7 separate regions of the Mus musculus genome follow, and all the other regions are linked to region 7. A link is a contact called in public HiCAR-type, HiChIP or PLAC-seq and promoter capture Hi-C data. All regions are on one chromosome and are shown on one strand. Each heading gives the region's core, a stretch centred on a gene start, on an enhancer-like site or on the middle of the called end of the contact. The rest is flanking DNA. Distances are from core to core; before and after follow the strand shown.

The links. Promoter capture Hi-C pulls out the DNA fragments that hold promoters and counts their contacts. HiCAR-type assays count read pairs that join an accessible place to other places. HiChIP or PLAC-seq counts read pairs in DNA pulled down with a chosen protein or histone mark.
Region 1: a HiCAR-type map of astrocytes shows a contact between it and region 7, with 2.4 times the contacts expected there. The contact joins the promoter of Scn2b here to the promoter of Bace1 in region 7. A contact is called at or near these places in 2 of 39 promoter capture datasets (hippocampal neurons and liver) and 2 of 115 datasets of contacts at active chromatin or transcription factors (astrocytes and embryonic midbrain).
Region 2: an H3K4me3 HiChIP or PLAC-seq map of embryonic forebrain shows a contact between it and region 7, with 8 times the contacts expected there. The contact joins the enhancer-like site here to the promoter of Bace1 in region 7. A contact is called at or near these places in 2 of 39 promoter capture datasets (the C10 cell line and embryonic stem cells), 1 of 484 Hi-C or Micro-C datasets (cortical neurons), 9 of 115 datasets of contacts at active chromatin or transcription factors (embryonic basal ganglia, embryonic forebrain, embryonic hindbrain and 6 more) and 1 of 9 other capture datasets (embryonic stem cells).
Region 3: an H3K27ac HiChIP or PLAC-seq map of embryonic stem cells shows a contact between it and region 7, with 4 times the contacts expected there. The contact joins the promoter of Atp5l here to the promoter of Bace1 in region 7. A contact is called at or near these places in 3 of 39 promoter capture datasets (hippocampal neurons, liver and neural stem cells) and 4 of 115 datasets of contacts at active chromatin or transcription factors (craniofacial prominence, embryonic stem cells and large pre-B cells).
Region 4: a promoter capture Hi-C map of liver shows a contact between it and region 7, with 2.5 times the contacts expected there. The contact joins the promoter of Ube4a here to the promoter of Bace1 in region 7. A contact is called at or near these places in 4 of 39 promoter capture datasets (cranial neural crest, hippocampal neurons and liver) and 1 of 115 datasets of contacts at active chromatin or transcription factors (astrocytes).
Region 5: a contact with region 7 is called in a promoter capture Hi-C map of liver, with 2.7 times the contacts expected there. The contact joins the promoter of Kmt2a here to the promoter of Bace1 in region 7. A contact is called at or near these places in 4 of 39 promoter capture datasets (cranial neural crest, hippocampal neurons, liver and 1 more), 2 of 115 datasets of contacts at active chromatin or transcription factors (astrocytes and large pre-B cells) and 1 of 9 other capture datasets (embryonic stem cells).
Region 6: an H3K27ac HiChIP or PLAC-seq map of extraembryonic endoderm stem cells shows a contact between it and region 7, with 7 times the contacts expected there. The contact joins the promoter of Mpzl2 here to the promoter of Bace1 in region 7. A contact is called at or near these places in 3 of 115 datasets of contacts at active chromatin or transcription factors (embryonic stem cells, extraembryonic endoderm stem cells and pancreatic cancer cells) and 1 of 9 other capture datasets (embryonic stem cells).

What each region holds. Positions count from the first base shown.
Region 1 is chr9:45,115,941-45,119,968 of GRCm38.p6, reverse strand. It overlaps Scn2b (sodium channel, voltage-gated, type II, beta), which reads right to left and starts at 2,093. Exons shown (of 4, transcript NM_001014761.2): 1 at 1,876-2,093. The coding sequence starts at 1,945. All of the region lies in intron 1 of Gm10684 (predicted gene 10684), which reads left to right.
Region 2 is chr9:45,217,790-45,222,023 of GRCm38.p6, reverse strand. The region is part of intron 1 of BC049352 (cDNA sequence BC049352); the gene reads right to left. Among named protein-coding and RNA genes, the nearest start is that of Tmprss4, 16 kb to the right of the region's middle. Within about 2 kb of position 1,338, at least 29 of the 459 cell types and tissues checked have an H3K27ac peak or open chromatin away from gene starts, as enhancers often do.
Region 3 is chr9:44,918,817-44,922,480 of GRCm38.p6, reverse strand. It overlaps Atp5l (ATP synthase, H+ transporting, mitochondrial F0 complex, subunit G), which reads left to right and starts at 1,739. Exons shown (of 3, transcript NM_013795.5): 1 at 1,739-1,871. The coding sequence starts at 1,820. Gm30934 (a long non-coding RNA gene) reads right to left here and starts at 1,754. Exons shown (of 2, transcript XR_379340.4): 1 at 1,364-1,754; 2 at 1-1,253.
Region 4 is chr9:44,962,975-44,967,093 of GRCm38.p6, reverse strand. Ube4a (ubiquitination factor E4A) reads left to right here and starts at 1,494. Exons shown (of 21, transcript NM_001346698.1): 1 at 1,494-1,609; 2 at 3,662-3,757.
Region 5 is chr9:44,878,924-44,882,991 of GRCm38.p6, reverse strand. It overlaps Kmt2a (lysine (K)-specific methyltransferase 2A), which reads left to right and starts at 1,703. Exons shown (of 36, transcript NM_001357549.2): 1 at 1,703-2,143. The coding sequence starts at 1,718. It overlaps Gm39326 (a long non-coding RNA gene), which reads right to left. Exons shown (of 4, transcript XR_870694.3): 2 at 289-3,500.
Region 6 is chr9:45,039,717-45,043,719 of GRCm38.p6, reverse strand. Mpzl2 (myelin protein zero-like 2) reads right to left here and starts at 1,376. Exons shown (of 6, transcript NM_007962.4): 1 at 926-1,376; 2 at 1-20. The coding sequence starts at 983.
Region 7 is chr9:45,836,811-45,841,008 of GRCm38.p6, reverse strand. Bace1 (beta-site APP cleaving enzyme 1) reads right to left here and starts at 2,464. Exons shown (of 9, transcript NM_011792.6): 1 at 1,721-2,464. The coding sequence starts at 1,981. It also overlaps the pseudogene Gm7286.

The sequences.
Region 1 (4,028 bases), core at 844-3,343, 720 kb after region 7:
GCTGTGGCCAGTGCCTGAGAGGAGATCTGTCCTCCACCTCTGGCTTTTTTTTTTTTTTTTAAATTCAGATCTTCCTCCTACTCCCCCTTTTAGCCTGTACTTGATACTCTTGACCAATTAATGCCAACAGAGTAGTACCACTTCCTGAACATTGGGGGCAGTAGAACCCAATATTAAAAGAATGTGCTAAGCCAGATACAAATCTCAGTTCTGAGTTCAAATCTCAGCTCTCTCATGCTAGTCACATGACCTGATTGGAGGAGTTACTGAACCTCACCGTGCCTTTGTTTCCACCCTAGAACATGAATAGATTCACAGTATCTACTACAAGTAACTGCTGTGCGTGAGGGCTTAGCAAAATATGCCATGCCAGGGTTCACGGGAAGCATGTTGGCCCCTGCTGTGTGTTAGGTCACAAGCTCACCAAGCAAGAGACAGTCTCCAGTCTCCCATGGGAGCAGTGATGCTGAAGTGGCGCTCGGGGTAGGTAGGGTCTCGCCCATGGTTATAGAGTAAAACACAAAGCTAGTTTTAAACTTGGGTCCAGTTCCGAAAGACGAAAGATGTTAGATCTTTATCTTGCAGGTTACCAGGATTGCTTCATGTCTCTGTTATCCCTGTGGGCCCTATACCCAGCATGAGAGGGAGGGGGGATATACCACCCAGCACAGTGAGAAAGGACACAGAAGGTGGGACAGAGAGACAGAGACCAGCATAGAGACAGAAAGAGAGACAACAGAGAGACAGACAGATTGAGAGAGCTTATAGTGGGACCTAATCTCACCTAAGATCCTTAAACTTGACCCTCAGGCACTACAGAGAGAATTTTAAGAGTGAGAGTAAAACTGTCCACAAGGCAGGTTTAGAGCCCAGCATGGTGGCACTTGTCTGTAATCCCATCACCCAGGAAGAGAAAGAGACAGGAGAATCACTGAAAGTTCGAGATCAGCCAAGACTACAAAGTGAGACCTTATGGGTTGTGGGGTGGGGTAGAGTCGGGAAGCAGGCCTACAAATAGCCTCCTAACATACCTGCCTAGTACGAGGTCTCTAGGTGTTCAGCTATGAAATTGGCTTTGGGACCTTACGACAGGGTGGTCTGCAAGGTTGGGCTGGACCACGGAGACTGGTTTTAAAGGAACTCTCCCTAGGTTCCACTTACAGTTTGCTCCTTTTCCCAGGATCCTGGGCACCTGACCTCATCCATTCCATCTGGTTCACACCAGGGGTGCCTGCCTCGGTAGCAGCTACTCTGGTGCCTCTCCTGCCAACCCGGAGCTGGTCCTTAAGCCTGATACCCACCTCCTCCCACACGCATCCCAACAAATTGGTGGGATAGGCTCAACTCTCTGCCCCCAACTCTCGAGAACGCGATCTCCTTTAAATCCACCAGATCCCAGGGAACGGGCTCACAAATGAGACTTTTAAAGAAGCCAGCAACTCCTATGAGATCTCTTGGGAAGTAACTGAAAATGAAAACATGATGATGATGGTGGTGGTGGTGGTGGTGGTGGTGGTGGTGGTGGTGGTGGTGGTGGTGAAGAGAAAAATCCCTGAAGAGACCGCAGAGCAGCCTAGCTCTGCCCCACCCCCACATGGGTCCACTTCAGGGAAATCTACAGGATGAACCACCTCTTGATAAATTTGACCATTTTCATCCCCGAGCAACACTCACCCTCTAGTCAACATTTCTGGGAAGGAGAAGCCCAGCATCCGGCAGTCCCAGCTGTCCCAGATCCCCAGCACGCCCCTTCCCAAGGACACAGAGGGAAGCGGCTCACACTCCTTCCCTCTTGCCCCCTCCCCCGCCCCCTCCTCTTTCCGCTGCAGCTGCACTTCTGACCCTTAGGAGCATGCAGATGTGGTTCTAACTTACCCAAAGAGAAAAACAGACTGAGCCCCGTGAGACTGAAGGCAGGGCGAGGTAGCCAGGCATCCCTGTGCATTTTCAGAGACTGTGACGTTAGGCGGGTGGGCTGTGGGAAAGGGTGATTGAGGGACCAAGGACCACAAGGTAGGAATGGTTAAATGCTAAAAAAGAAAATGCACGGATGTACTTCAAAGACATATGCAACATTGAGGAAGCTTTATTTCCATCTCTCTAATATGGCCGACTTGTATGTGGCTGCTAAAAAGAGAGGGGGGTGGTGTATAAGGGAAAGGAAGAAAAAAAAGGGGATGGAGTAAATATTGTGGTTGGTGGATTTCAGAAAGCAGGTGGGAGGGCATAAAAAAGATATTCCTGGAAGAAATTAAGTTGCCAGAAAATTTAGCCTCTAAACTCAGAGCTCAATCAAATTTTGCCTTCCTACTGCATTTGAAATGATTTTTAGACTTTGAAAATTGTTAGAGAATTCTAGGTGAGGTGGCACGTGCCTGCAATCCTAGCACTAGGGAAACAGAGACAGGACTGCCTTGAACTCATAGCAGTCCAAAGCTAGCCTAGGCTCCAAAGCAAGACCCTTGCAAGAGAGGGGAGGAAGGAGGGGAGAGAAGGAGAGAGGGAGGGAAGGAGGGAGAGAAAGAAAAAAGGAAAAAGAGAAAGACTGTTAGAGCCATCTGTTTTTATCAAAGGGCTGTAAGGAAGTCCTTTTTATCATATGAATACGCCCCAAAGGCCTGTGAGTTGATTCCCTGGGGAAAGTGCTTGTGGCCACTGCCAAGCATGATGACCTGAGTTTGATCCCCGGGAACACACCTGGTCACCCAGCAGAAGGAGAGAACTGATCCCTGCAAGTTATGGTCTAACCTCAACACATTAGTGGCACCTGTATACTCATGCTACATGCTCTCTCTCTGTCTCTCTGTTTGTCTGTCTGTCTCTCTCTGTCTCTCCCCAACACACACACACACACACACACACACACACACGGGGAGGGGCAAGAGAATAGATAGATCATACATACGTACGTACGTACATACGTACGTACATAGATGTAAACACCCAGGAAAGAGTTGCCTTTTGTTGTTTGGGTTCAGCGAAGTGGGCAGGAGGCTCTTGGAAAGTAATGACTTCCTCATTGCTCTAGCATTTCCGCAGAATACAGAACTTGTCAGAGAAGGCTGATGCACAAATGCCTAAGAGACTTTTACAAGAGAATAGAGCATGGACCTCTGAGGGACCCGGATTCAAACAAATCAACAAGGAAAGGAACAGGTTTTGAGACAAGGGGAGCAGGGAGCGAATGTAAACTGGACGTTGATTATGTCAACAAATAACGTCTAATGCTGCCGGGTATCATAAAGATAGTGTCTGTGTTTTTAACACCCGTGGGTAATGTAGCTGATGGTCCCAGATGATTGGTGGTGCCTGGGGCACACTTCCCTTGGCTTTGGTGTATGTTTGAAACTTGTTATTTCGAAGGAGGGGAGAATACAGGTTGTCACAAGTAGAAGTTAGGAGAGAAGTGGCCCTAAGCAAAGAGGAGAACAGAGCCAAGCGTATCACAGGTCCTTAAACAGCAATCATTTATTTAGCTGTGCACATTTATCTGTCCACAGTGAGGAATCACAATTTGATCTTAACGTTAGGTCCAATGTACAGGTGATAGATCAGAGCCAGGATTCAAACCCAGCTCTTTGGAAGAGGCTGACCTCCCCCCAACCCCACTCCCCTTATTCCACATGGCTGTGACTGAGCCTTCCACACAGGGAAGAGCTGAGAATTCTGCACAGCGCCTGGTTGAGACTTGAAATTCACTAACCGGGAGGTAATTGACCACCCGGGGATGCTGCTGACCGGATGAATGAATGTATTTGGAAGTCCAGCTTGGTCTCTGAAAGCTGTCCCAGGGGCACAAGACCCAAAGCCAACTGGAACTTCAAGGCAGGGCTGTGAGAAGTCAGAAGGTGACAGGTCCTGATGTTGCACTGACCCTGTTCCCAGCGCCTCTGTCACTCTACGGTAGGGCTCCCATGGCCCCTGCACAGAGCCACGGTGTAGGAGTCCGAATTTCAGGAGAGTCTCTCCCGGTGCCCATCCCTACCACCCTAGGGCCCCGAGGCCTCTTTATAAGTGTGTGCCCAGAG
Region 2 (4,234 bases), core at 89-2,588, 620 kb after region 7:
TACTGTAGCCATACTGTCTCTGGTTGGAAGAAGATACTGTGCTTGACCTGATCTGGGCAATTCACGTTCCTTCTTGAAGGCAATGCTTTCTCTCTACTTTCTATGGTTGCCCTCTGCCCCATAACATATACACAGCCATTTCCTTCTGTCTCCCTTGGCTCTTGAAGGAACATGAGCCACGTTCTCACTGCAAATATCTCACTGTAAAAATCTTACAAACTTTCACACCACAGCACGGAAGAACACATTCCTGTGAGCCGTGCGCCCCCTAGTGGCAGAAATGGTTCCTTTTCCAACAAGGGAAGGGCTCTTGGAAGGCTAAATGGTAGAACCGCTTATGTAATTGCCTCTTCAGGCCAGTCCTAGCTTGTTGTGTGTTTATTCAATTGTCATACACTGTTGTTTTGCCAGACAGACAAGAAAAGGAGGCCCAAGAGTCACTACAGATCTCTGGTAGAGAAGACAAACAAAGGGAGAGTCTCTTCCAGAGAAGTGTGACACACCACTTAAGTTAAAGGGAGTCTGAGAACGCTGCAAGAACCCTGATTTGGGGGTACCACTGAGAGGACTCCCTGGGATCACATGACACTATTGCTATGCTCACATCCATGTAACTGGGTAACAGTTCAGCTTCCACACGCGGGGCCCGCTGTGGTGGGAGGTAATTGTTCCAGAGTCAGAGTGTTGTGGTTCAACTGTGATAAGACACTTTGCAAGAAAATGGTGGAGTTTCTCCAGGGGCCTAGAAACCAAACCAGGAAGGGGCTGAAGTTAAGAGACCAGAGGAGTCAGGAGACCCAGTTCCTTCAGAGGAGAAAATATAGTTGTAACAAACGACGAGACCAGAAAGGAGAAGAAATGGACGACAGACCACTGAGCATTGAGTTTTGCGAAGCCATGAGGCCATTTTGTGAAATTAAATGCAAATTTTTAAAAAAATCAATAGCTATACTCAGCATCAATTCACCTACATTCATAATTTGATAACTGGCTCCAGAATCAGGCTAACCACAGGCATGAGAGTAAACTCTGTTGGCGCCAAGGAAGTAGGGCAGCTAACTGTTCTACATAAGTAGAACGTGTCCTACAGTCATTTAAAAGAATTTCCAGGCTTGGGGGGCTGAGGCAGGAGAATTACAAGTGAAGGATCTGCCTTGGGTATCTCAATAAGACCCTGTCGAGAAATAGAAAACAAAACAACAACAAACAAAAACAAACAGACAAACAAAAGACTGTAGCTCAGTGGTAGGGAGTTTGTCTTGAGAGGCCTCTCAAGTATGTGGGGCAGCTACTCTGTTGTGGGACTATTCTGTTGAAGCAGGAAGTTACTGTCCATAGCACATTTTTGGCTCCTACTCAGCCCTGGAGACTTCCTGTAGCCCCAAGGTGATCCCATACCCCTTGTGCCAGTTCTGCCCCACCTTGTATTGAGGTTTCTCCTCTAAAGCAATATCAACTCTGGTATTCACCCCAGGGCCAGGTGTATGGGAGAGTCCTGGGTTGGGATGGGTCCTGGGTGGAGTGGGCGTAGGCAGATCTGGATAGTCAGGTGGCCAAAGCATAGATACACAAGAAATTCTGGAGTTCTGGATAGGAGGGGCCCAGCGAGGGAAGAGGACTGTGCCAGGGGCTGGACTTGGCACACCTAGTCAGAAACACACTTTATGAACATTTGTTCACTCAGAGTGTGAGGAAACATGGGGTGAGTGCCTCTCTCCTGGAGTAAGGGCAGAGCAAATAAAGGGTATGCATGCATGGCAGAGTACATGGGCCCACCTGGAACTCCAGGGATAGACACTAAATATGTCCTCCTGTTAGGGTAGCCTGTAGGGACCAGGAAGAAATGAGGGGAAGGTTCAGCAGGTGAGTGTGCTTGCAACCAAGCCCAAAGACCTGAGTTTGATCCCCAGAACCAACATGGCAGAAGGAGAAAACCAACTTCTACAAGTTGTCTTCTGACCTACACATAAACACACACACACACACACACACACACACACACACACACACACACACACACTTCAGAAAATGGTTGGTGCCGTCTCCTTGCCAAATGGAAACCAGCACTCTCTGAACCCCTTTGCTTTCTTGGCCCTCAGTTAGAGCCCACTGCTTAAGAGGGAAGCCAGAGTGAGCCACAAAGGGGCAAGAAAGGCAAGTTACAGTCAGGCTGGGAAAGATAGCAGGTCCGGGACAGAGCAGGATGAGACCCACCCCAGGCCAAGTATTATCTGGGTTTGCCCAGGGCTGATGTATGTCATGCAGTCTCACTGAATCAACCGGCACTAGTAAACTCTTCTTTGGTCCAGTGTGAGGATCTGTAAAAGCCAGCATGGGTAACTAAAATGACTTTCAAAATCCTACCATCCTACAAAGACTGCCTAGCCCAAGACAGGTGTGGGACTTCTTATGCCCAATAAATACAATTCTCCTGCACCAGGCCAATGTGAAGTAAGGTGAGAGGGTCACATTTGGAAAGAATGCTATCCTGTGTGACCTGATGCTTGTAAAGTGGGTGTCACCTGGGGAGGGTGTAATGATGTCTGACTGTGCTGACAGGAAGGGGAATAGCACACAGTAGGTGACTCCATCCCTGCTGCTTGCTGAGAGATAATTTCTCTGTTCTGGGACTGTGACAGACTTTCAAACTCAGCTCAGAATGTCTAAAGGGTTCGGTAAGAAATTGCATGAAAGGATGTCTCCATAGCAACACACTACACAACTAATGGGCCACCATCTTTAAAGACCTACAGAATACAGGCACCAGATGCAGTGGGCCTCTGGGACCCTTCTTAGTATGATTCCCAGTGTGGGTCCATCTCTACTCCTTTGCTACCTCACCTAGAAAAGCAGAGTAGATTCCCTGAGTCCTGCCTCACTCCAGGTGTAGGTGGGATGCTGGGATGCTGGGATGCTGGGATGCAAGAACCCAGACAACTGCTGGGTACCAAGATCCATGATGAGCAGAAATGGTGAAGAAAGCTGAGGCCTTTCTCCACAGTGAGATTCCCAGTCTTGTTTCCATATTGAATGAGGATACCCTCTCTCACGTCCCTGTCTCCCCAACAACTGCTGGTGCTAATTAAAGCCATGTTCTAATAAAAATATCAAATAGGATTCATCAGCCTGGAGGTGTTCTGTCTTTTTCTGCTTCAGCCCATGTTGCAACGAGTAGGTCAGAGGCCTGCCTGCCACATGAAGACACTGGTCACCCCTGAGCTGCCAGATCTCACAGCCACTACCCAAACCTCCCAGGGTCCCAGCAATGACAGTAGGCAGCTCAGTCAAGCTGTAGCTTCTTTGCTTTGCAACTGGGAACCAAAGGAAGCACAGGGGCTTCATCCATCCAAGCTACACACACATACACACACACACACACACACACACACACACACACGAACACACACATGCACAAACACACACATACACACACACACGCGCACACACACACACACTCACGCACATGCACACGCACGCACACAATCATCCCTCTCCCTCCGTTTTTCTCTGAATGGCCAAGTTTGTGCTTCCAAATTAATTGCATGTAGATTTTTGGTTTTTCATATTCTGTCCTCTAAATGCCTTCACGCTATTCTTTATGTTTATTTTAGTTGGCTTCCCCTTCTCCCAAACCCTTCCTGCCTCACCATATAGCCCTGGCTTGCCTGGGATTTTCTATGTAGAGAAGACTGGCCTCAGACTCGCAGAGTGTTATGCTGGGATTAGAGGTGTGGGCCACTATGTTTGTCCTCCTATGAGCCTATCTTTATTTCTAAAGCTTTTTAACCTTTTATGCCTATCTATATTACTCTTCCATTTCCTTCCCAAATAAAAATTGTAAATGAGAATTAAGATAACCACTGACCTTCATTGACTTCACATGCCTTCCACCCCACACACATCTGGACAGAGGTTTAAGTAGATGTCTTTGGTGATCACCTTTGGAGTCATGACTAACCCATTTTCAAGATTATTCTTATTGCATTTGCTTATTTTGCATGTGTGTGGTGAATGTGCACCATGGTATAAGTACAGAGGTCAGAGGAGGACTTTCCAGAGTTTTGCTTTGCTTTGTTTTTTTCCTAATACCGTGAAACACGAGTTCCAGAGATTGAATTCAGTTCAGCAGATTTGAAGGCTTATACCTTTTGCCACTGAGCCATCTCACCGGTTGTTCTTTTGTTGGCCAAGCCCCAAGTAAACTCTGCAATCCCCAGAACCCCATTTAGAAAAG
Region 3 (3,664 bases), core at 490-2,989, 920 kb after region 7:
TTATTCTATTCCCATACCTGTGGCATGCAGGATCTCAGCTTAGGTTAATTTAACCATTACCCTCTGCTACCTAAACTACAGGCAACTGTACAGCCCACAGACCAGTCGACTCCACCACTGCCCTTCTCTGCTCTTCTCTGTGTCCTTCAGACACTCTGAAATGTAGCCTTGCTCACCACTCCCTTTTCACACAGGTGGCATGTGTCAGACTCCTCACTTGGAAACTTTTCTCCCTTCACCCCGTTTAAGGAAGAGGTCCCACCATTCCCAAACAAACTCCTCTGCCTTCTTTGCTGTCTCCCTGTCCTGGACTCCTGAGCTCCACCTTCCTCTTGGGTTGTCTGACTTATATTCTCTTGCTTCCATATTTCTTCATTGCTGCAATCTGGTTTCTAAGGGTTTGAAACCTTTTCTAGTTAATGTCACAGATGTTCATACTCATAATTAGCTGGCCTGTCTTACCTCGGTCCAGACTGGCCTGTAACTTCCAATCTTCAGGCTCCTGTATGCTGGTATAATGTGGGTTTCAGGTTATCTTTCCTGCTTTAATTTGACTTCACTGTCTAAGGCAGCATGTCTCTCCCTCACTGATTCCTTGATCCCACTTCTAACTTTTCTAACCACCCCATGAATTTTACTTCAGGTTTTTTTTTGTTTTGTTTTAAAAGATGTATTTATTATTATATGTAAGTACACTGTCGCTGTCTTCAGACACACCAGAAGAGGGCATCAGATCTCATCACAGATGGTTGTGAGCCACCATGTGGTTGTTGGGATTTGAACTCCTAACCTAAGCGCAGTCAGTGCTCATAATGCTGAGCCATCTCTCCAGCCCCTCAGTTTTTCTTCTAAAGATTGGGCTTTTCCAGAACTTGTTCTCCTCATCAAATGTTACTTTCCTACATAGTTTTTGGGTTTCCTGGTTTGTTTTTGTTGTTTTCATTCATAATGTCAAAGTTACAGCCTTTGGAATTTGTATATTTTCTTATACACCAAGAATCTCTACGCCTTCCCAGATCAGCACCACGCTTAACCTTATGTTCCTTTGCGTATTTATCTTGCAACTGACTCCTTCTATGACTATTTAGGAATCTTGGTCTCTAAGGGGATAATGCCCAAAGCATGCTTCCACCAAATTACAAAATGCCTGGCACAGTGCAACACCCTCAACACACATGACTTTCTTCCTCTTGTCCGCACAGCTCCTACTGGCTTGTTTGAAAAACCGGATTGGATCCCAATTCTGATACTGGCTGCGGAGGAAAACGGAATTATAAAAAGTCAATTAAAGAAGTCGGTGAATGGGTGAGTCACATAATGTAACGCCTATGTGGCCCCTTAAAGCTCCTATTTGACCTCAGACCTGCTATGCCTTTAAAGCGAACGTATAGGCCCACAAGCATCTTATGAAGCCCTCCAGCCTCGTTTTCCATGTTTTCTGAAAAGCTATAAAACTGCCGCAAGCTAATGTGGCGATCAAGCCAAGAAAACCAATAACGCATGCGCATTTCCCCCACTTCACCGATCTTCCGGACCAACATGAATAGCTGTCCCAAGTAATGCCTGCTCCCTGAGGAATCTCAGGATTCTTCACGTGTTATCGCGCCTCATTTTTTTTTATATCTAGGTTTTTACTTGGAGTGAACAAAGTAAACTGACTAATGAGATGCCACAAACAGGGAATCAATACCTATATGTTTTGAACAGGCACAGAGAGGGGCAGCCTGACCTTGGAAATGGGGAAGGGGTCCTGCCGCGGGTCCTTCCGGGGGTGACATTCAGCCGGCGGTTCGGGGAGACGTACCTTCCACCTTAGACCATGGCCAAGTTCATCCGTAACTTCGCGGAGAAGGCACCGTCGATGGTAGCCGGTGAGCGCAGCCCGGGAGAGGCTCGCGAGGGGAGGGATTGTGCTGCGGCACCAAGGGGCCGTGGGCGTCGGGAGGGCTTCCAGGAGGCCACTGTAAGGCCGCAGCCTCGCCTGGCCTGCCCGCGGCTGCTTAGAGCTCACAAGCTGCAGGGTCCTAGCTCGGCCGGGGAGCGAGTGGGTCGTGTAACTCTGCCCGGCCTCACTCCGCCGCGAACGCCGTGATGCCCCCTTACCGTGCCGGGAGAGTTGGGAAGGGAGGTCGGTAACAGGGGAGAGAGAGGTCACACATCAGACCTCATAGCTGGTCTGCGTCTCAGCGAAGTATTTGAAAGCCATCAGAAATTTTAAAGACGGGTGAGAGATCTTTGAAAGTTATGTTTGCTTACCATCCTGGTTAGAGCCTAGAGAATTCTGCGTCCGATGAAGGGAATTTGGAACGTAGGGGTGAATATCCCCTCCCCAGTCAGCACAGAAAGCGACGCCTGTCAGCAGTCGTCTTCAGAACCTTGGCTTGGCATTCGTGAGGTTGTTTTGTTTGAAAATTCTGATAGACCGCGGTCTCTCAGATAAACACTGAGTAGTTATAAGCCTGAGCAGTATGTTCAATCGATACAGTTCTCTTCTGAGTAGAAAATTACTGTATTTTTGAAGCAGGAGATTAAGTTTACAATTTCTTCTTTTCTGTATTGTATTAAGTGGTTGAAGGTCCTATTTCCAAATGTTCAAATTTGGTTATGAAATGTGAATTGAAGGTGGATTTTTTTTCAAAGATTTATTTATTTTACTTATGTGAGTACACTAGCTGTTTTCAGACACACCAGAGAAGGCCATTGGATCCCATTACAGATGGTTGTGAGTCACCATGTGGTTGCTGGGAATTGAACTCAGCACCTCTGGAAGAGCAGCCAGTGCTCTTATCCGCTGAGCCATCTCTCCAGCCCTCTGAGGTGGAATTTTAAAAACTTGTAATTTTGAGCTTTCCAACCTGTTTGCATATTTAGTAATTCTTTTTTTTCTCCCCTTCATCACCAGCTAGTGAGCTATTTAAACCCTTAAAGTGCCAGCCAGAGTCTATAAATACTGGATTCCTTCCTATGGAACCTGAGGCTGCCAATAGCTGTTTTCCAAAGAATTTCCTTAGTAAAAAATCATTAGGTGATCTGAAGCAACGTACTACAATTTTTACACCAATACAACCAAAAGGCTTTGACGTTTGGACTTTGATGGTTTGAGGTGCTATTTTTAATATTTCGTAGAGAGTATTTTTCCGGCCGTATGACTTTTGCATCTTTTAGGTAGCTTGTATTCAGAAATTTAAAACTGATTTTATTGATGAAATCCAAAATGAAAGACATTATCAAGGTAAACTTTGGTCAAGAAACAACATAAAACCTTTCCACTGTTGTAACTGTAAGATAACTTGTTCTGCCAGAAGTACTGAGACCTGAGGGCTCTGAGGGAACAGAAGGTTACGTAGACTGTGCTCTGCAGCATAGGCTGGGGCTTTTTTTTTTTTAAGATTTATTTATTTATGTATGTGAGTACACTATAGCTGTCTCCAGACACACCAGAAGAGGGCGTCAGATCCTATTACGGATGGTTGTGAGCCACCATGTGATTGCTGGGGATTGAACTCAGGACCTTTGGAAGAGCAGCCATCTCTCCAGCCCAGGCTGGTGTATTAAGTGTGAATGTTAAAGTATTTGATACTGACTACTGACTAGATCTTTCAGTTCCCTAGGGCATGTAGCTAGAGAAAGAAGTCAGTAATTATTATCATAGTTCCCCCAGAAA
Region 4 (4,119 bases), core at 245-2,744, 870 kb after region 7:
ATTTTGTGTATATGGGTGTTAGGGCTGTTGGTCTATCTTTGCACAATGGGCATGCAGAGCCAATGGAGGCCAGAAGAGGGCATTGTATCCCTGAGAGTGGAGTTAGTGATTCTAGCTGCTAGGTGCATGCTGAAATCTGAACCCTGCCTCCTTTGGAAAGTAAGGCGGTGCTCTTAACCGCTGAGTCATCTCTTCAGCTCAGAGCAATGGCTTTTTACACAACACATAATATTAATCTTTGCCCCAACCTCACTTTCTTAATGGTGACTTTTGAAATGCAAAAGTCTTTTTGATAAATTCCATTTTATAGATTTTGTTGCATTTGGGAGGTCATGTCTAAGACAAGATTGTCTCCTGTCTCATTATTTGTAGGTCATTGTTAGGGATTTGGTCTAGCTTTAACAATAAATGTCACTTAGAATATATGTAAAGTATTAGTAACAAATAAGAATAAAAGATATCATTGAAAAATATCTGAACATGTAATTTTATTAAACTAAATCTCACTTCATAGCAGTTATATAGATATACACTATCAAGTACAGCAAAGAAGTGCCTGGTACTCCTATGCATGTATGCTACCAATCTCTTGCTGAGGTATTGAGCTGTGCCAATATAATTTTTTTTAAGGGGTATCTCAGAATAGGGTAGGGTTTTGGTTGGTTGGATGGTTGGTTTGAAGTAACCCTAGGTTAGTCCAAACTCACTGAATAGCAGAGGATGACTTCGGATGCTCAATTCTCCTGTCTCTATGTACCAAGTGCTAGAATTACAGCATGCCCCACGGTGTCCCACTCACTACAGTTTTAATTTTCATTTTCCTTACTAAAACTAAGAACCAAGGCTGGAGAAATGGCTCAGACGACCCAGATTCAATTCCTAGCACCCACATTGCAGCTCACAACTGTCTGTAACTCCATATCCAGGGAATCTGACACCCTCACACAGACATACATACAGGCAAAACACCAATCAATGCTCATAAATATTTTTCAAAATTAAAAACTAAAAATTAACCAGACTTGTAGGCTGTATACTGTTAGCATTGTATAGATAAATCTAAGACCAACCCAAAATAGCGCGCTGCCTGGCACCTAATACCTGCTCAAAACGTCTTATACATTGTCCTTGTTGGTATTGTTACTGCTTCTAAGCCACAACGAGTGAAACGGCTCCAAAAAGCCATAGGACAGAAGGGAGCGTAAAAAGCAAAAAGTCACAGTCTGTGCAGAGCCCGACACCACAATAGTGTATCTGCCCTCAAGAGATGGATTTCCAAGGTCTAGCTTCATATTCCACAAAACTTCAAAGCACGCAGTCATAGCCAACCCTGCCCCGCCCCGCCCTGCTGCCTAGCCCAATCCCAAAGCCACTTCCGGCCCGCCCCCCACCCTCGCTAGCTGCCAGCAAACGTGCGCATGCGCCTCCTCGGTGTTTTCTCTGTCATTAGCGAAGCCCGACACCGCCCTACTTCCGGCGCGGGGTAAAGACCCAACAGGCTCGGCGCTCAGCGATGATGTCAGCTCCGGTTGCCTTGCTGAGTCGGAAGTAAGAACCTTTTGGTCGCTGTAGCTGTGAGGTGTCGTCGTCCCTGCCCTTTCAGGCTCCGGTAAGAGGCAAGGTATAAGAGGACGAGAGTGTTGAGGCTGCGACCCGGTTTTCTCCTAAGCAATTGCCAGTCAAGGCCCCTGCATGCCTGCTGTTCTCAACTGCTTGCCTGACCCGGGTCCGTCTTGAACTTCGACCCTGTCTAATCTGGAAACCCTTACGGTGCTCCGGCGTCCGGTGGCTCTGCACATTCCCTTCTTCTTTGCCAAGTCCCTGCTAGGAAAGGCCCGAGTGTGGGCTGTGGCTGTCTTTTGACTTATTTTATCTAGGACCTGCGCAGGGTGGGTGGGTCTCCCTGCTGCCTATGAATGTTACTGAACCCCAAAGGATAAAATACGAAGAGTGAACGACAGTGCCAGATGCCAAGGAGACAAAATGAAGCTCGACTCATAGCAATCAAACCAGTAGGGTGCGTGTAGCAAGAGGTTGACTTTTAAAGCGAGTGACGGCTTCCCAGCTGTAGCTCTTTGGATTCTGCTCGAGTTTTTCTTGGTCGAGAAAACATTTCTCAGATTGACCATAGAGTCAGACGTTTTGTGTTTAGTATTGTTCCTTTTAGGATTCTTTTTTGTCTCCTAGAGCAAGAATGGGTTAAGTCTCAATGTCATTGACTTTTTTGGTCCCAGAGACATAAAATGGGGCCCAAGATGAAATGCCAGGGTTTGTTAGAGACGGTTTTGTTTGTTGTGTTGTGTTCTTTTTTTGTTTTCGGACGTGTATGTGCTTCACTTGATGAGATCCTAGCTTGCAGATAAACGTATTGCAAGGATTTTTGTTACGACACCTAATGTAACACTGAAGGTATTTCCAGGTAGACATGTTACTTTGGGAACATTTTTAAATTCCAAAATAGAGACTTTATGGAGTACAATTTAATACAGTGTAATTTGGGCTTGGGGTAGGGAGTTGCTGGGGTTATAAACTAAGCCCTGGTGCATACTAAGTGCTCTAGAACAGAGCTACACCCAACCCCACCTTAGCCATAGAACTTGGCTATAGCAATCTGTTTTTCAGTGTTACCAATAGTTCTACTTTAAAACTGGATTGGACATGATCTTAAAATATCTGTATGCTCTCAGGAGCCAGTAGTGGCCTTAAAGGATTAGCAGCACTCTATATAAGTAGAAGCTTGAGTCAGGAGAAAATGAGAGAATTGTATGGGTCCAATGGTTGACACTTCCTAGAGATGTAGACTTTTGCAGCAGGTATGTAAAGTGAAGTTACTTACTAAAAATGAATCAAATCCAAAAGCCTTGGGGGGGCTGGTAGTTGTGCCATCCCAAAAGCTATCAAGAAAGTGGATGTGTTTCTGTGTGGCAACTGAAAACAAGGAATTTGGGTTTATTATTACTATTACTGTTTCTTTTTAAAGATAATTTTTTTAGTTTTGCTTATGTCTCCATATGTGTTTCTGTATATATGCATGCCATATGTGTGCAGCTGCCCACAAAAGTAAAGGGTATTGGATCCCCAAGAGCTGTAGTTACAGAAAGTTGTAAGCTGCCCGACATGGGTGCTAGAAACTAAACTGTGGTCCTCTAAAAGAACAGCAAGTACTCTTAACCACTGAGCCATTTCTCTTTCTTTCTCTCTCTCTCTCTCTCCCTACCTTCCTTCTCTTCCTCTCTCTCTTAATCTCTTTGTTTCTTCCCCTCTCTCACTTTCTTTCTTTCCTATTAAAGAATCTATTTTTTTATGGATGTGTACCTGTAAGAGTGTGTGGATGCCCACAGAGAGCAGGAGTTGTCAGGTCCCTGGAGTTGGAGTTGCAGGCATTTGTGAGCTGCCCTGTTTCAGGTACTGGGATCCAGACTCTGGTACTCTGGTAGAGTCATTTCTTCAACCTCTTACTTATTTATTTCTGAGTCAGGGTCTCACTGTGTAGCTCAGGCTGGCCTTGACATCAAGATCCTCCTGTTTTCACTTCCCAAGTGCAAGGATTACAGGTATGCACTACTCTACTCAAGCTGGGAAACTTAAAATAGGTAGAGTAAGTATTAAGCCAAACCAGGTATCGAGGGTCCATTTCACCAGACCTTTCTTTTCTTCCTAGGTACTTTTATTTTCATGTGTAAGCTCAATGACTAAGTCTAACCTGGATCTCCACCGAGGTTCTCAACAGGTGATCTGTGGGCCCTCATTTTTTCCTGTAAGTTGTCACATGATTTAGCCTTGCTTCTAAAGAAGGAAATTCTCTATACCTATTTTAAGTAGATACGAGAACGATGACTTCAGTGGGGTAGGCAAAACCTTGTTTTGTTTGTAACATTCTTTCTAGTCTTCTTTCTGTTGTCATTATAAACCATTCTGACCAAAAGCAACTCAAAGGAGGAAAAGAATTATTTGTGCACTTGCAAGTCACATCCCATCACTGAGGCGAGTCAGGGCAAGAATTCAAGCAAGACCTTGAAGTACAACCTATGGAGGAATGTTGCTTGCTGGCTGATGCTTTGCTTGCTTGCTTTTTTTTTTTTTTAAGATTTATTTACTTATTTTATATATCTAAGTACA
Region 5 (4,068 bases), core at 454-2,953, 960 kb after region 7:
ATGATCGATCCCGGACGAGTTTGGGGAGTTGGGGCTTGACTATGTCTCCTCCCCTTCTCTGTTCCTTTCCTCGCTCCCCCCCCCCCCTCCCCATTTTCTCCTCAGGCACAGACGTCTCTCCGTAGGAAGGACGTAGATTTTTCAGCACCAGGAGGCCGTGGACCTCTGGAGGCGTGCAGTACACCCTCCAGTGGGCTGGAGCTGGTTGCTACCTGCCTTACTATGAACCACCCTGTCGTTCCCAAATCTGCCACCCGGGGAGGTCCTGGTTAGAGCAGCGCCGGGTACCGGTGCGGGAGACCTGGACGGCTGCATGACCTTCCTGCGAACTCCACCTCGGCTGGGGGTTGGGGGAGATGGAGGCTGCTCCGGGTCTGCAGGCAGTGTATCGATCCCTAAGCCTCAGCCAAGGCAAATTCTTCGGGCAGCAATCTCTCCCTCCCTCCTTGGCTTTTCCATCCCCGCAGGCTTCTAACGCCTCGCTGGAGGCGCCGTCTCCCATTTCCTGCAATAAAGTAAATCCCGTGGATATTCACCCCACCATCAACCCCCGGCACTGCCCTACCCCTCTTCCCTCCCTCTCGGCTTGCTAACCCTGTGTATCATAATGCCCTACGCCGGGCTTCAAACCCCCCCCCTCCCAATCATGAGAAATGTGCTGGCGAGCCCCCTCCCTCCGTGTGCATACATTAGGGTCTGCTTTGCATGCAGCGGCAGGCTGGAAGCGGAGGAAGAAGGGGCGGGGCGCCTTTGCCCGCCTCTTCCCTCCAGGCCCTGTCCGTTAGCCACCCAGTTTCAGCTCCGTTGTAACGCCAGGTCGTTTGCGGAGCGCACGCTGTGGCTCCAACGCCTGGACTGGGAAAACACACCCCAACTCCGGAGAAGGGCACGGAAACCAGAAGCCCCTCACCTCCCTCCAGCGCACAGTGGAGCGAGGAGGTGGCAGAGGCCGACCACACGGTTGTGTGGATTTTGGAAAGAGCTCCAAGCGTGAAGATGGGAGGGGCTCCTCTTTTATTGGATTTTATTTTTTTAAGGCGCGTTCGCCGAGAGCCTTGCCATTTTGCATAGAATCAATTGGGCGACGCTTGGGTTTTGCATGGAGTACAATGGAGCTTTCTGGATTCTAGAAGCGTTCCATAAGGGCTAAGCCCGCCGCTCTCCAAAGCGGCGGAGAAGGCTCGCTCCTCCGGGGACCCAGCAGCCGCGCCGCACTGGAAGCGGTTCTCCTGGGCCGCTCAAGTCCCTGCGCGTCCCGGGAACGTGTGTAATCGGCTTCTCGGCTCTCTCGGCTGCGGGCCACCCGCTCCCTCCGCCTCCATCCTCCCGCCGCCCTCGCCCCCTCCCCCCTCTCCCCGGAACCCGCCTCCGCTCCGGGCTCCAGGGCTTCCTTCCCCCCCTCATCTTCCCTGGCGCTGCCGCTCCCGGAGGGCGGGGCATGCACTTATCCAGGTTGCCGGGCGGGAGGAGCCGGGCCCGGGGCTCGGCATAGAGCAGCGGCCTCCGGGCGGCGGAGGCGGAGGCCAGAGGCTCATATGCAGATTGCAGGGCAGGCGGGCGCCACCCGGCGCTCGGCATAGCGGGCCGCGGGGTACGGCCATCTGGGCGGCGCCAGGCGGGTTAGGCAGGTTCCGGGGCCCGCCGCTCCCCCCCCTCCGCCTCCCCGCCCCCCTGTGTTGTCGCCTCTCCCTCTCGCTGCTTCACTTACGGGGCGAACATGGCGCACAGCTGTCGGTGGCGCTTCCCCGCCCGACCCGGGACCACCGGGGGCGGCGGCGGCGGGGGGCGCCGGGGCCTAGGGGGCGCCCCGCGGCAACGCGTCCCGGCCTTGCTGCTTCCCCCCGGGCCCCAGGCCGGCGGTGGCGGCCCCGGGGCGCCCCCCTCCCCCCCGGCGGTGGCGGCGGCGGCGGCGGGAAGCAGCGGGGCTGGGGTTCCAGGGGGAGCGGCCGCCGCCTCAGCAGCCTCTTCGTCGTCCGCCTCGTCTTCGTCTTCGTCATCGTCCTCAGCCTCCTCAGGGCCGGCCCTGCTCCGGGTGGGCCCGGGCTTCGACGCGGCGCTGCAGGTCTCGGCCGCCATCGGCACCAACCTGCGCCGGTTCCGGGCAGTGTTTGGGGAGAGCGGCGGGGGAGGCGGCAGCGGAGAGGTAAGGGGGCGAGGAACCCCAAGGTCCGGGGTCTCGACCCTCTGAAGAACCCCTCCCCTCCCCCATGCAGGTCTGAGGAGCATCCCAATTCTGGAAACATCCTGGGGTCCCTAACGTGGGGCAAATGGCCCTCCCATCTCAGGACCCCCGTTATGGGCTGCAGACCCCCAGGCGCCCTTACCCGAGGGCTCAGACCCTTCTAGTTGAGGGCCTTTAGCCCCCGTCCCGCCTTCTTCCCCTGGACCCTTCCCCAAATCCCTTGGCACAGACCCCCTTGCGGGGGTTTCCCATCCCGGGACTGAACCCCTCCTCCCTTTCACAGATTACCTCATCCGAGCCAGATTCCTCCCTCCCTCTGCCAGAGACCTGATCCCGCCACATCTCCGCCTCCTTCCCTGGGCAGATGTGTTACTCCTAGGGCAGTCTTCCCCCTTGGACATCTCTCGGGTGGTGGCTTCATCCAGAGCCAGGTTCTTATCCTGGCCCTTGGGAAATCCAGGTCCCTTCCTGCACCTTGCTTCTGAAAACCTGACCAACCCTCCCTCCCTCCCCAGCCAGGTCTTCACCTTGCCAGTCACTCCCCCTTGTCTCACCTCTACCACCAGCCCACTCCCACCTCCTGCACACCAGGCCTCCTCGTTCCGCCCTACCCCTCGGGGAAAGCTTTCTCTCTACCTTGTCGTTCTCATCTCTCCTGCGAAGATAACAGTGCTCTCCCCAGCGTTGTCTCTTTCCTCATCTTCCAGGGCTACGTTTCCTAGGCTGCTGGTGTCAGGGATTTACCTCCAACTCCACCCCTTTCCCTCCTTTAGAGGAAGGACCAGAGGTGTGTTCGAGGGAAAATGGTCCAGTGTTCCCCTAGGCTTGGAGCAGAGCTACTTTCTAGCATTCTCCTTGAGAGGAGCAGGGTTTCTCTCCAGCTCTTGAGAAAGGGGGCCCCGGTGAGGGGTGATGTTTGTGGGGGAACTAGGACTGCATCCTCCCAAGGGAAGCAGCTGCTCTCTTACCCCACCCACTGCGCCTGAGAGCTTGCAGCCTCTGGCCCTGGCTCCCTCCCGCCCTTCTCTTTTTCTCGTCATTTCATTATTGATCCACCTTTTCCTAGGCCAATCCTGGGTCTTGGAAGGGGGTGGAGGAAAGCCGGGTTGGAATGAGAGTAGATAAAAGGACAGTTTTGCCTTAGTGTGGTGGCGTTGGTTGTTGATGCTTTGGGTTGGGAGAAAGAGGAGGGTTATGAAGCCAAGTTAGTCTTTCTGCGATTCCTAGTGGGAGACTCAAGGTGGATGAGGTAAAGGCTGAGAACCGGGATGCTCCGATGAACGGAATTCAGCCTTTTTCAGCAAAAAGGAAAGTTGCCCTGGGAAGGGAAGTTGAGTTCAGGTTCAGTCAATGGCTATGCGCATTTGTTTTCCATTGGATGCAGAAAGGGCAGTTTGAATCGCAGGGGAAGGGGGGGGGGGGAATGTAATGGGGGATTCTAGGGGGAGGAAGAGCAGCTGCCAGGGGCTGAAGTGAAGGGGGGGTAGGGGTTTGCTGCTCTGGAGCTGTTGATTGAAACAGAAAGGGAAAGATAGCAACCAGCCGTTTCCTGCGTGCACTGCCGTTGGGGCACACAAAATATCCTGGGCAAACCCCTTGTGCCCCACTATGCCCCACACCCCTTTAGATTTAGCAAAGGCCTTGGACGGGGGTGGGGAATCCTAGGGACCCCTGCCTCTCCTTTCAAGGAGCTGGTCTTTTTTTTTTTTTTTTTTAAGTTTTTAGTCTTCCAGCCTCCTTTTAAAAATTGTTTCTAAGGCAGCTGGCTCAGGAGACTGACAACAACCGCCTCTGACAGAGTAAGGAGGACATGATGGGGGCGTGTTCCTTGCTATATAGCTTGCTAGCTCCAGCATCCTCTTTCCCTGCCTCTCTTCCCTCTGCCT
Region 6 (4,003 bases), core at 127-2,626, 800 kb after region 7:
AGCTTCTGTAGGACAAAGGGCTGCAATGGAGGGAAGGAAGAGGTTAACAGTGGTGTATCATTGAGAAAAAAACGCTGACACTTTCCAAGTAAGCCAACCTTCAAATTCACTTCACCAGGAGTCTACATACTCCTGCCTGCACACAGCTTTGACCCTCCCATCCCGAGGGCCAATTAGAGGTAAAACTACCTGGTGTTCTCACTTTCTTCACAGCCTTACCGCACCAATTTCAGAACTATAACCAGAAACTACAAACATCAGCAAAGGAGATGGAAAGAAGAAACAAAAATCCAAACGTTGGTCAGACGTGGCGTATTACGATCAAGCAACACAGTATGTTTTTTTGTTTTGTTTTGTTTTGTGGAAAAAAGAAGTCTCCAAGCAGGGAAGTTTTCCTACATGTAGACTTGGGGCTGCTGCTAGCCTGCAGGTCAATCCACCCCAGCAGTTGCGCTTGCCTGCACCCCTGGAAGCCTTACACCACGTGGCTTATTTACAAGTCTGGTACGTGCATTGGTTGGGACAGCTTCAAAACCACAGCGGGACTCTCGCTCTGACAATCCAGGTTTGCTCTCTGGTGCTGCAGGGAGTCGCAGACAAAATCCTCCCACGGAAATCCAAGGGCCAAATCTAGCCAGCAGCCCGAGGTTGAGAGCAGCCACACAAAGATGGTGTGTAACCTGAGATCAGAAAGCCCTCTGTGTGCCTCAATCACGGGCGGCCAAACACACCTAAACCTGTTTGCCCAAAGTACTGCCCCAAAGCAACCCACCGAACTGAAGTTTCGGCGAAGTCTGGACTAGAACGAATTGCAGTTGGGGCACGATCTCCCAACGGAGCCCTTGAGATTTCTTCAAGCCATGAGCTCTGTCTTTACAGAATGGGCGGCAATGGTAGAAAATCCTAGAAGCCCGCCAGTTCTTACCTGTGAGCTGTAAACTCAGGAGAAGTGGAAGCACAAGCGCGGGGCTCTTGCCATACATCAGGGAAAGCCAGTCGTGGCCCCAGAGGCCAAACCCGGCAGACCCAGGACTCCAGCACCCAACCAAGGCCAAGGCTAGGACGAGCAGGCGGCACAGTTTACCCACGGAGAGGTCCGAGTCCCTCACCTATGGGAAGGCGCACAGCGGAGCCAACCAGTCGTGACTCATCCCGCCCCGGCCGGTACAGCTCTGGAATGAAAGGTGGGGCCTCCGCACCCAGCGCCCTCCTCCTGATTCTCCCTCCCGCCCCTCTCCACACTCCAGCCCTCTGCGCAAAGGTCTCAGACTCTGCGGTCCTCTCTTTACTTTTCCGTTCATCTGACCGAGCCCTGGCCTCCGGATGGCCTCACAAGCAGCCAGAGGAGGTGGTGCCAGTTTGAAATGTCCCAGACTGCTCTGAACTTGGCCCACACACACCCTTTTAAAACAGACTTTAGTCTTGCCTAGGAAGTGAACATTGAAAGTTTTGCAGTGATTCCTGTCCTTGGAATCAGCCTAGGGCCTGACTCACCGCACCCATCAGTTCTGGGAATTCCTTGAGACCCTCTGGTGTGAACAGGCTCTCCTGAGACTCAGCAGAAAGAAACCAAGTCTCAATGCTGGTTCCTTTCTCAGCTCAGAGCAACTCCCCTGCTCCTTTCTCCCAGCTTAGGGCAGTTTGCAAAGGACTTTTCTGGGCATCCTTTTCTCTCCACAATCCTATGGAAAGGAATACCATTTTAACAGCGTAAAGAGTAACCTCTTAGAGCCTGGCGGTGGCGGCGCACACCTTTACTCCCAGCACTTGGGAAGCAGAGGCAGGCGAATTTCTGAGTTCTTTCTGAGTTCGAGGCCAGCCTGGTCTACAGAGTGAGTTCCAGGACAGCCAGGGCTACAGAGAGAAACCCTGTACTGGAAGGAAAAAAAAAAAAAACGCTCAGGAGGGAAGCAATTGCCCATAATCTTTGTGTGTTCTATGTTATTGTTTGAGACTGTCTCACCATGTAGCCCAGGCTGGACCTTGAAGTTGGGGAGTCACTGCCCAGCTTTGGCAATACTCAGGACTAAACTCATGACCTTGTACTTACTAAGCAAGTGTTCTGGCACGGAGCTACACCCACAGCCCCATGGGAAGCTTCCTGACTTGCGTGAGTTCCCTGCCCACAAACCAAAAGCCTGATAGGGGTGATCAGTGAACTCTCAAGGAAAAGAAAACCTTTCCTGTGCCCCAGATTTCAACTGCCATTTTGAGGACAGCCACCTATCTGAGAGGCCTGAAACGCGGAGATAAAGGGCTTCATCTGGTAAGAGGCACAACAGCAAGCTGGCAAACAGAGGCAACCAAGACCGAATGCAGTTAAAAAGTGGGTGGAGGCTACGACATAAGTATTGGCACCAAGCCAAGGAGCCTGGCCACCTGAGTCCGGTCTAAGGAACCCACGTGGTAGAAGGAGAGAATCAAACCCTGAAAACTGCCTTTTGACCTACACACACACACACACACACACACACACACACACACACACATACACACACACGCGCGCGCGCGCGCTATGGTGCACATGCACACATGCAACAGAGAGACAGAGACACGGGGTGGGGGAGGGGAGAGGGAGGGAAAGACTAGTTAAAATGTAATTTAAATTTTTAAAGAAGTAAGCTAGATGGGGGATGGGACACTGAATACAATTGAATCGCCCTTATCCCTGGATTAGCTATCTAGAAACTATTCCGTGATCCGTACCACAGTCTTCTATCTGAACCCCGGTAAAAAGGGTGCTGCTAGGAGGGAAGCAAGGGCCAGACTGGGTAGAAAAATAAAGAAACGTCAGGCTAGGGGTCTAGCAGCTCAAGGACAAAGTGAGTACCCAGGACCCTGGGTCCTATCGAGCAGGCGATAAAATAAAAGCATTCCACCCAAAGAGGGGTAAATTACTGACATGAAGGAAAAAGAAAAGTGTGGAGGAGAGATGGAACAAACGGGCAGACACTCGCCCAAACCTACTCATTACTCTGGGGAGCGCAGGGGCTGCCCCAGAGGGAGGTCAGCTGCGTGCTGGCACCAAAGCGCTCCTGTAATGAGTGTCTGGCTCCTTCGCCAGCCTCTAGGACCTAGAGTCTAGGTGATTCTGAGCAGCCCAAACTGAAAATTCTGGGTTGCTGAGTGGCACTTACATGGTGGGCAGATGTAGCCTTCCCTGTAGGTAGGTCAGAAAAGGGTCAGCTCCAGGAACCCCGGGAGTAGGGAGGGGGGCGAGTTAAAGAAAACTTCATCTTGGTTGGCTTTCGACTTTGCAGAGAAACGCCATTCCAAACAGACAGAGCCAGGGAAAGGTTAAGTTGACAGCAAATTGCAAAATTCAGTGAGAGGTGGAGTTAACCGAAGAACACTCTGAAACAGCAGGTGAGGAATCAGGGCAGGAGGCAGTGAACAGAATAGAAAGCTTGTTGTCCAAGCAGAGGAATTCCTCCCCAGTCACCAGATGCCCTGAGAGCTGGCAGCCAGCCTTGCTCTGAGGGGCACAGCTGCCCGGATCCCATTCCTCAGCCCAGGTCAAGTTTTTGGCTTTGTGTTCAGCAACGCCCAGTTCCTTCCAGTTAACAGGAGAGGCTCCAACTATCTCACTGTTCCCACCCTGGGCGAAGAAGGAGACTGAGGGTTGAACCTGTTAAGAGAAAATGGCAAATAAAAAGAGCATTCATTGCCCCCTTGGTATTCCAAAGATGCCAGTGTGCGGAACTTCAATCAAAACAAGAGACATCTGAAGATAGCCGAAGAAATAGTTTATATCTGGGCAAATGAAAAAGAAACAAAGAAAGAGAAAAGGAAAGGACATTCTGATGATTAAAAGGAAGTGTTCAAAGATACTGCTTTTCCCTTAAACTTACCAGAGAAGAGTCCTGGTCATCATTAAAATTTGTAACATTGTAACATTGCCTTAGTCCTAAAGGAAGCAAGAACATCTGTTCCAACTGTCTTCCCAGTAGCTGCAGGATATTTAGATCTTCGGAGGTAGGAAGCTCACCGGAGGTTCAAAAGG
Region 7 (4,198 bases), core at 1,215-3,714:
CTCAGGGGACCAGGGAAGTATGTACTAAATATACTCAACACGGTCCAGATTTTATGCTTCATTGCATAGCACAGAAGAGGCAGAAGTGGCCAGGCCAGTTAAGGAGAAGGAGGTAATATTTATTGGAGGTCAATTAACCCAGGGATTTCTTCTAGGCATGGTCCCCTACGTGGTTTCATTTAATCCTCACAATTGTCTTGCAAAGGAGGCCCCATTTCCCATGTTTTGAAGAGAAGGCAATAGCCAACAAGAGTTATATAAGTTGCTTAAGGTCACACTGCTGGGAAAAGGGAAGGCTAGGGTGCTAGGCAGACCCCCAGATTCTAGCCTGTCTGACCCTAAAGTCCTTGTGGCTTTATCACAGATCTGTGCAGTTGCACAGCACGTCACTAGAGTCCCACGTCTCCACATGTCCCCTTCCCTGACATCTTACCTTCTCTTGGCTCAGACTGAACTCTAGCTCTGACTTGGCTCCGACCCCCGGATTCCATACGACTTCTGGGAAGTTATGGTGTACAGCAAAGAGGAGGGGTGAGTGGGGGAGACCAGGACTTCAGAGCTCCCAAAGCAAGCTTGAGTGGTATAGACCCAGCAAGTAACAAGAAAGCAGGGGTCTGTGGTTCTCCCATATCCAACTGCCTGAGTGAAAGGAAGTGTGACTGTCTCCTCCCTGACCCCAGCGCACACACTCCCATCTTTCCACACCCTCCGTGGACAAGCTTTGTGGACACGGTCCGGAGCCACTGAGGGTAGCTCACAGAGATACACAGGATCAGACTCAAGGTGACACACAGAAGCACACGCAGAATCACACTGCCACCAACCAGTACCCAGACTCGCCCACGGAGGTGGCAGATGCACTCAGAGAGGTCAGCCAGCAACCCCACATGGGCCATAGCTGACTCAAGCCCACACTCCCAGTCAGCACAGGTAGAGGACACAACCTCCACCAGCCACCCCAGGTACCTTGGAAACTGTTGGAAAAGACGGGAAAAGACAGGGAGAAGTCCCTTCCCATGGCTGTGTGCCCATCCGTCTCAGAACCCTTGCAAGGGGTTTCTGGCTCCCCTAGGCTTATCTTTCTCAGACTCAGTACAGCTCTCTTCTGGCCATGTTCTGAGGCATGGGTGGGGGAGGAGCTAGAGTGTAGAGAGTGGGGGTTGGGATAAAGGAGGAAGGGACTAGGGGAAGCCAGAGTCTATTGGGACTTGGAGGCTACATGGATGTTACTAAGACTCTCACTTTGTTGGCTTATGGCAGCCCAGACTTAGAGTAAGGGGCTGATTGATCCAACTGGTGCCAGGATTTTGGGTTCTCAAGAAGATGAAGGTGGGGATCTTAGATACCCCCCCCCCCCCCGCAACACTAGAGTAGGGGAGAGTGTGGAGATGGAATATGAGAGACTCCGGCCACTGACACCTGTTACAGTGTCCCCGTGCCTGGCCCTTCCCCAGGGTCAGCCACCACTGAAGTGCTTTCTTGGGCGTGGGGGGATGGGGCAGTGGGAGTGAGAGGTGAGTAGTCAGTCCTGGGGCTTGGATGCCAGTGAGAGGGGGCGGGAAATGGAAAGGCTACTCCCAACCGGATCCTGGAGGAATAGGAGCGGGCGGTCATTCTGCACCCACTAAACAAACCATTTTATCAGGGCAGGCTGCTTCATCTCTACCCTATCACCCCTCTACCATGCATGAAGGAGGGTTGCTAGATCTGACCACCTTACCGTCTGTGGGGGGCTGCCTACGGTCATCTCCACATAGTAGCCCTGGCCGGACTTTCCCCTCAGGTTGTCCACCATCTCCACAAAGCTGCCTCTCCGGCCAGGCTCCTCCGATTCCTCGTCGGTCTCCCGGGGCAGCCTCAGGCCCAGGGGTGGCCCTGCCAGGCCGCTGCGAAGGGGCAGCCGGATGCCGAGATGGGTTCCCTGGGCAGGCAGCATTCCCGAGCCCACCCATAGCAGGAGCCAGTGCAGCGCTGGGGCCATAGTGAGCCCGGGCCTTGTGGTCCGGTTGGTGACTGTCCCTCTTGCCTGCCCCTAAGTCTGGGTGGTGGTGGCTTCTCTCAGGAGAGCGGCCTCGGCGGCATCAGGACTGCAGAGTCTGCAGGCCCCTCGCTCAGTTCCCGGTCCAGGCGGCGGAGAGTGGGCAGGAGAAATCCGTAGCGCACGAGAGGAGACGACGATGGCGATCCAGGGGACCCAGCTACATCTGGACGCCGGCCGCCAGCGGGGGGATCGGGCCCCTTGTGGGGCTGGGAGGGGCGGGCATGGCTATCCGAGCCCGTAGCTTTCGGGGTCTTCCAGGCGGGCTTTGCAGCTTGGGGACCGACAGGGACTCCGGGCTCCTACGGCTGCGTCGGCTGCTCAGGCCACCATAATCCAGCTCCCAGCTCCCAGCACCTAGGCAGGCTGGGGAGGCGGAAAGGCTTGTGGCGGTGGCTGTCAAAGCCAAAGGGTTTTTGCTTTTCCCTGGGATCTCTGGGAAGTGTAGTCTTCCCATGGCAGACAGCCCAGCTTCCGGAGCTGAAAGGGGTCTGGGATGCCCTCTGCCGAGATGGAGTTCACTCTGCAAGACCCTAGCGGGAAAGCATTTCCTTAGCTCTAGCAGAGCAAGAAGGAACCAATATCATACACTTCTCATCTGCTAGTCCTTCTTTCATTATTTATTTATTTATTTATTTATTTATTTATTTATTTATTTAGGGTACAGGGTCCTGCAAACATACAGTGTAGTCTAGGCTAGCTTCAACTTTGATGCAATTCTCCTGCCTCACTTTCCTGAATCAGCATTGGTTAACACCCCCCCACACCCCCGTGCGCACCCTGTCATGCATGCCAGCCACTTTACCCCTGCACAGGAGTAGAAAAAGAAGCACAGATCCCAAAAAGAGATTAACCGGGGAGAACTGTGATTCTTGCCACAGTGTGATGTTAAGAATTTTGGGGTAAGCTGGAAACCTGCCTCAAAAAACCAATAAATAGAGCTGGGCGTGGTGGCGCACGCCTTTAATCCCAGCACTTAGGAGGTAGAGGCAGGCGGATTTCTGAGTTCCAGGCCAGCCTGGTCTACAGAGTGAGTTCCAGGACAGCCAGGGCTACACAGAGAAGCCCTGTCTCGAAAACCAAAAAAAAAAAAAAAAAAAAAAAAAAAAAGAAAAAAAAGAATAAAATAAAAATCAATAAATAAAATAAAATAAAACAAAATTTGGGGGTATACCCCGGATGTTGAGGCACCTGCCTTTAATCTCAGCAGGAGAATTTCTGTAAATTCAAGGGCAGTTTGTTCTACATAGGTAGTTCTAGGACAGCCAGGACTGCATAGAGAAACTCTGCCTCAAAAAAGAAACAAAAAATGGGCAATCTAGAAGAGGTGACCTTAAAATTGGAAGTGTTTTCAGGAGCAGAGGCTGGAGGAGCAAGGTGAAAGGGACGAGAGTATTCCAGTCAACAAACCAGTCACTGGGATCCGACAGGGAGACCTGCCGCCTCTTCTGTTCAGAGCATTTAACCTGCCCCAGCTATGAGGTGGCCACCTCTTCTATGCCTGAATCCCTTTGTCTTTCTTTTGTTTGTTTGTTTTGGAGACAGGGTTTCTCTGTATAGCCCTGGCTGTCCTGGAACTCACTCTGTAGACCAGGCTGGCCTCGAACTCAGAAATCCGCCTGCCTCTACCTCCCAAGTGCTGGGATTAAAGGCGTGTGCCACCACCCCCCGGCCCGTTTGTGTCTTTGATGGTTTCCTGTCACGAATCCTCATGACCCATCTGATTACTTCCCATCAGTCAGAGTGAGGATCAGTTGCTCTCAAATTGGTATATCACTGGGAGACATTCCAGCATACTCATTGAGATGAAGAGCTTTGGGGCCCTGATAGCTTAAAACTGTGTGACTGTGTCATCATATCATTTATCAGAGGTGGAAAGCCCTCGATAAAATACAGCAGTCATTCTGATTAGGAAAAAAAAAGGTAAACTAGAAGGAAACATCTTAAATAAAGAAGCTGAGGGGCTCTCTGCTCCTCCCTGTTCCAGAGACAGACGCTTCTTCTTGTGCAGTGCCTGGCTCGTCCCGTAAACAAAATGGTGAAGGTTGGTGTGAACGGATTTGGCCGTATTGGGCGCCTGGTCACCAGGGCTGCCATCTGCTCTCCACATGGCAAAGTGGAGATTGTTGCCATCAACGACCCCTTCATTGACCTCAACTA